Regions from separate parts of the Hordeum vulgare genome. Here region 1 is linked to region 2. A link is a contact called in public Hi-C data. All regions are on one chromosome and are shown on one strand. Each heading gives the region's core, a stretch centred on a gene start, on an enhancer-like site or on the middle of the called end of the contact. The rest is flanking DNA. Distances are from core to core; before and after follow the strand shown. Region 1 holds the start of LOC123401210 (pathogenesis-related homeodomain protein). Region 2 holds the start of LOC123401644.

Region 1 (2,700 bases), core at 127-2,626, 150 kb after region 2:
TATGATGTTTATTAATCCCTCGGGCCTATTCTTTGCTTAGTCTTTTTCTCTCTCGTTCCTTTGGATTACATCTCAGCTATGGACTGCTATTGATTCGCTCTCCCTCTTGGACTATTATTTATTATACATTTTAAGCAATTTTATATATATCATTACATCTGCTCTTCACTGAATTTTCTAGATAGCCCTAGACCATTGTTTTCTAATAAATTGGGACTGTATGTCTGAACTTCGTCCTTTAAAGACTCTTTTAACTTCATTATTTCTAGATATAGAATCCATGTTTTCACATAAAATTCTAACACTCTCAAACAACATTCAAAATAGACGGACGCGGCAACGCGCGCCATCAATAATGTAGTAACACATAGATTGCATCATGTTACCACATGCATGCATGTGGGGATCTTTTTTGATTTTCAGTTTTTAAAATGTTTTATCTCTTAAATGAAAAATTTGATTGGAGATCCGTTTTCACCATTAAATCCATCGCAACGAGATCTTCGAAACTAGATCTCATATCAATATGTTTCGATGACTTTTTGGGGTTAAAGTTGCCATGTGTATTGCACATGAATTGACGTGGCGTTTACACTGAAGTTGTCATGATATGTTTCAAATATTTTTTCTTCTACCTTTAAAAGTAAATTATGATGGATTAGTAAAGAATTTTCATGATCCATGCATTAATTTTGCCGTGGTTAATTACTAAAAAGAACCATGGTTAATTAATAAAAATTCACATAAAAAGTGTAACATCATGGCAACTGTTGCTCAAAAGTAATATTTCATCAAAACATATCAACATGAGATCTAGTTTTGAAGATCTCGTCGAGACGGATTTAATGATGAAAACAGATTTTTAATTATTTTTTATTTAGAAGATAAAACATTTTTAAGTCAAAAATCAAATAAGATTTTCACTGATGTCATTTGTTTTGACAGGCAAAATGAATGATAATAAAGATGTGTGGGCAAATTACAAACGCCCACACGTGTGGGCGTTAGCTTTTGGGTATCCTAATTATACCTTTTCATGTGGCTCCTATGCATGTGAACCAAACACGAGTATAAATTTCCTATATTTTCCCTTTTTACTACAATTTTCTATATTTTCTGGTTCTCTGTTTTACACGCGCATTCATCTAATTCCCGTATTTCCCCCCTTCCTTTTATACCTTTTAAGATTTATTATTAGAGTCATGCAAACCAAAGAGCCCAAAATGTTACTACTCCTAGAAGTTTTACACCCGCATGCGTGGTGCTGCATATGGGCCCATCTGCAGTTTTACGGGAGTAATAAACAAAATGAATGCCCACGCCCATCTGGAGATGTGCCTGGCTAACCTCGGTAGCCACTCTGCCATTTGGAATTGTGCTTTACTAAATTCCAATTCTAATCCCCGTTTACACTCGTGCCGTCTTCTTCCCATAAACCTTCTCCCCTTCCTCCCCACCGCCCCCCTCCCAGATTTGCCTCCCCAGATTCCGGCCCGCGTCGCCTCGCCGGCCGCCTCCCGCGCGCTGCCCTCCCGCCGGAGCGCCCCCGCCGGCTTCCAATTGGAGGAATTCGGATCTCCTCCCCCTCCTCCTCCTCCTCTGCTGGGCTTGCTTGGAGCGGAGATCCACCGGGGCCTCAGCTCTCGGTAAGGAACCCCTGGCCCTCCTCGCATTGCTAGCCGTCTTCTTGGTCTTCCCTTCGCTCCGAGCAAGACCGGCGGTCATGAGACCTGGGTGAGATGCGCCGACGACCGGCAGGGTATCACGCCTGTCCAGTCCACGGGGCCCGAAAATGGTGAACTATGGCGGATGCTAGAGTAAGCTATGGTGGCGGCTCAAAGCGATGCAGACGCGCAAATCGTTTGTCTCACATGGGTATAGGGGGGGAAGTCTAGTTGTACCCTGTATGAATCTTTTAGATGCCGTAGAGCTGCTACTACCAGGCAGGAAGTTCCGTTTCGAGTAAGGCTTGTCGTGGAATGTGATGCTCTGGTTGGGTTTGACTTCTCAGTGTCCCCAATTGATCCCTTGGCGACGATGGCATCCTTCTTATTTGTCAGGACGCCATTTCTTCGGCTGGCTGCCCTGAAGCACCATTGCTTGATGGTTGTACACAACGCCGCCGAGCCTGAGACCGTGGAGCACCTTCTCATGCTATGCTCGTGCTCTCGGTGGCTTGTCGTGTTGCGCTGGGCCTGGCATGGGTGCATATATGGCGATTAATTGTGTTATGCACCTTGGCACTATGATGGCAGTCCATAGCCCTGTACTGCTGTCTGCTTTCGTTTTTTTATAGCTAGCTTGTGCCAAGTGCACTCAATATATGTCTTAGTAATAGGTGTATGACTAATAACTGAGCATGTTGAATACAGACAGTGGGAAAGGAGAAAATGTCTATTTTGCTCTTAACACTGTATGGCCAGAGCATTTCCTTGTTACTGTGGAATATGTTAAATAATTTCAACAAATACTCATCATGATGTCCCATTCAGCTTTCCAATTAACATATTCTTTTATGGTAAAGGACTCAGTCGGATGTGATACTATCAAGTTCTGACAATGAATAATTCAGACAAGAAGTCGGTATGCTCCATTCCTAGAAGATCATCAGAACGTAGGAAACCGTCCTCTTCTGAGTTGGTTTCTTCAGCAAAAAGGCCAACTCGCCACAACACCTCCAGCAGTTATAAGCCAGATCAT
Region 2 (2,788 bases), core at 157-2,656:
CATAGACATATTTTAGAATGTAGATTCACTCATTTTGCTCCGTATGTAGTCTCCTAGTGTAATCTCTAAAATGTCTTATATTTTGAAACGGAGGGAGTACTATACATCCGGGAGTACATCTGTTTGTTCCTAGTACAGTTATTTTGCCAGGCGATACAGTGTTTCGTGATTTGAGAAGTGAATGCAAGAAGTTACCCGTATGCAAGCCGAATCAATAAATAATTGCTTTTAAATACTAACTAAAAACTGCAACAGTATTGGTAGTCTGATAGAAGAAACGCCTAGATAAGAGACAGGATTTCGAGCTCTGTCCCTTGAAAAAAATCTAGATCTGAGCCTCTACTTCACAAAAACTGTAGGTTCCACGCAAAGTGCTCGCACGCAGCAGTAGGGATAGTCGTCTTACGGCATACTAAATGACTACGAACACACACGGTTTCTTTGAAAGGGCGACATCATCGGCTAAACTGATAAACGCGCCTACCTCTGGGATGCGTGCGTTCTGAAACAGGAAAACCCAGAATCCATGCAAATTTTAGAGCATCACATACCTCTGGGCCGGCCAGCGACCTCGCTGCTGCCGTCGGCCGCGCCGCCATCTTCACCGGCGAGTTCCTTCTTGAGCTGATGCAAGGATGATGCATGTTCGGTGAACTGTAGGGTATATGTGCATGAGAGATGATGTATAGGACAGATGTTTGGTCGGCTGCATTAGAAATTGGGAGAATGAACACCAGTCGGCATTCGTTTGTCAGGCTACCCCTGCAATTAACTGAACATTCGTCAGTCATCATCATTCAGAGCAAAAACAAGATGAAGATTGGGAGATTAGGAATACCAAATACTAGGATTTGGAACAAACCTGTAACAAAAACGAAGCACACAATCCATCCATGAGCAAATCACAAGACCTCGCAAGAAAACAAAAATACATGAACGTGGGAGACATTGGGCGCCTCTGTTGCTTTTTTGATAGGACATCCGACGGGCGACCTGGCGCCTCCCAGGCATCCGGCTCCCCATCCACCCCGCTCCAATGGATGGGGTGGTCGATTTGGAAGAGCCAAGGGAGTTGGGAAGGCGACGTTGGCGGTGGGCCTCCGGTTGCCACTCACCCCGCTCCGGTCGATGGGGTGTGGATCTGGCAGAGGAACGGCCGTTGGGAATGCATCGTTGGCAGCGGAGTTTGACGGCGGATGGTGGAGCGATGGTCAGGGAGGGCGTGTACAGGGACTCGACCATCTCCGTCGCGGATTTGGGGACGGCGACGAGCGGCGAGGTGAGAGCTCGAGTGGGGAACGCAAAAGAAAAGAGAGGCGAGAGGCAACAGCAATCCTATACGTACATAACTTTACGTAAGTTTTATAAAAAAATGGATTTTGATTAAAGATTAAGGAAAATGAGGCGTTCGAGCTACCAAACTCTTTCCGACGCATACATTCCACTTTCCACCAGCATCTCCGGCATATCAATTTGAAAGGGAAGCAAGCAGAAAGAAAAACACAAAAGTCTTCAACAGAAGTGTGAATTGGATAAAAAGAAAGAAGCAAACCAGAGGAGTCGCAGGTAGGATTTGTTTGGGTCATTGGCCCTTCCCCGTCCTAATGGACCCCCCTTGAAAATCGGAGGTGAGTGATTAGTTAAAAAGAAAAAATCCTAGTCAACGTGTAATTTTATGTAACTCTTTGTATGTCTAGTATTTTTGAACAAGAGGTGAGGGGACGCTCTGGGCTCTGGCTCTACACTTATAGACAGCTTTTACGGAGTAACGTTACGGACATGGACGTCGGCTCATGCAGTTGGCTATCGTAAATAGGATGGGTAGTACTACGCGTCGGCGAGCCGGCGCGAACGCTTGCGCCGGTCGCGACCGTCAGATCTATGGGGCGTACCGTTAGATCTATCCATGCAACATTTTTTTCACGATGTAGCAAATTTTAGGGCGATGCAGTAATTTTCCTCAACGGTTGCAACAAAAAAATAATTGTAACAAAAATAATATCTACGTGATCATAGCAAAAAACAAAGTTGATGCATGGTAGCAAAAGTCAAGCGTCGGTTGTAGCAAATATCTAAGTGAACGTGTATGCAACTTTTTAGTGAACGGGCGCAGTAAAAAATGATGCTGGTTGTAGCAAAAATTAACACGGTTGTAGCAAACGTCACAAGCCGGTTGTATAAAAAATCCAACGAACTCGAGTTGCAACCAAGCGTGGATGTAGCTTTTTGAATGAACAAAATGTGGCAAAATGACAAACGTTTGCATCAAATTTATACATGGTTGCAGCAAATCTAAGCGAAAAATGTTGCAAACGCCAGGCGCGCGAGCGCGAGCGACCGGCCGAACAATTCGACCGGCGCTCCGGCTGCAAGCATTTACCTAAATAGAACCTTCAAAAAACGTGAATTCCATTTTCACAGCATTGCGCCACATCAGTCCGTAGCCTTCGTGTGTAGGAATTCATCCGTAGACGTAGCACTATTGCTGTGACCCCCATGACCGTAAGAGAATCGCTACACTTGCTGGGAGTTCGTACCTGCGAAATCACGAGTTAGGGGTACACCTCGCAACGATTACGTGGGGTGTATTTCGCGCGCGACAAGTGTCGCGTTGTGGGCGTGCTCGAGACCATTCAACGGCGCTCTGCGTGTGACAAGTGTCGCGCAGAGAAGAGTCTCGTTATTTCTGGTTTCCGGTTTCTATTTTCTGGTTTTCCCTTTTAGCAATTAAGTCCCTGAAAATTTTATGTTTTCTAGTAATGCTTCGATCTATTTGTTCAAATTTGTT

Evidence for each region. Hi-C and Micro-C count contacts between places; a contact is called where the count stands out from the background.
Region 1: a contact with region 2 is called in a Hi-C map of leaf, with 2.9 times the contacts expected there. The contact joins the promoter of LOC123401210 here to the promoter of LOC123401644 in region 2. A contact is called at or near these places in 2 of 6 Hi-C or Micro-C datasets (both in leaf).

What each region holds. Positions count from the first base shown.
Region 1 is chr6H:62,313,894-62,316,593 of MorexV3_pseudomolecules_assembly, forward strand. LOC123401210 (pathogenesis-related homeodomain protein) reads left to right here and starts at 1,377. Exons shown (of 11, transcript XM_045094947.1): 1 at 1,377-1,646; 2 at 2,525-2,700. The coding sequence starts at 2,560.
Region 2 is chr6H:62,166,157-62,168,944 of MorexV3_pseudomolecules_assembly, forward strand. It overlaps LOC123401644, which reads right to left and starts at 1,407. Exons shown (of 5, transcript XR_006611138.1): 1 at 863-1,407; 2 at 552-772.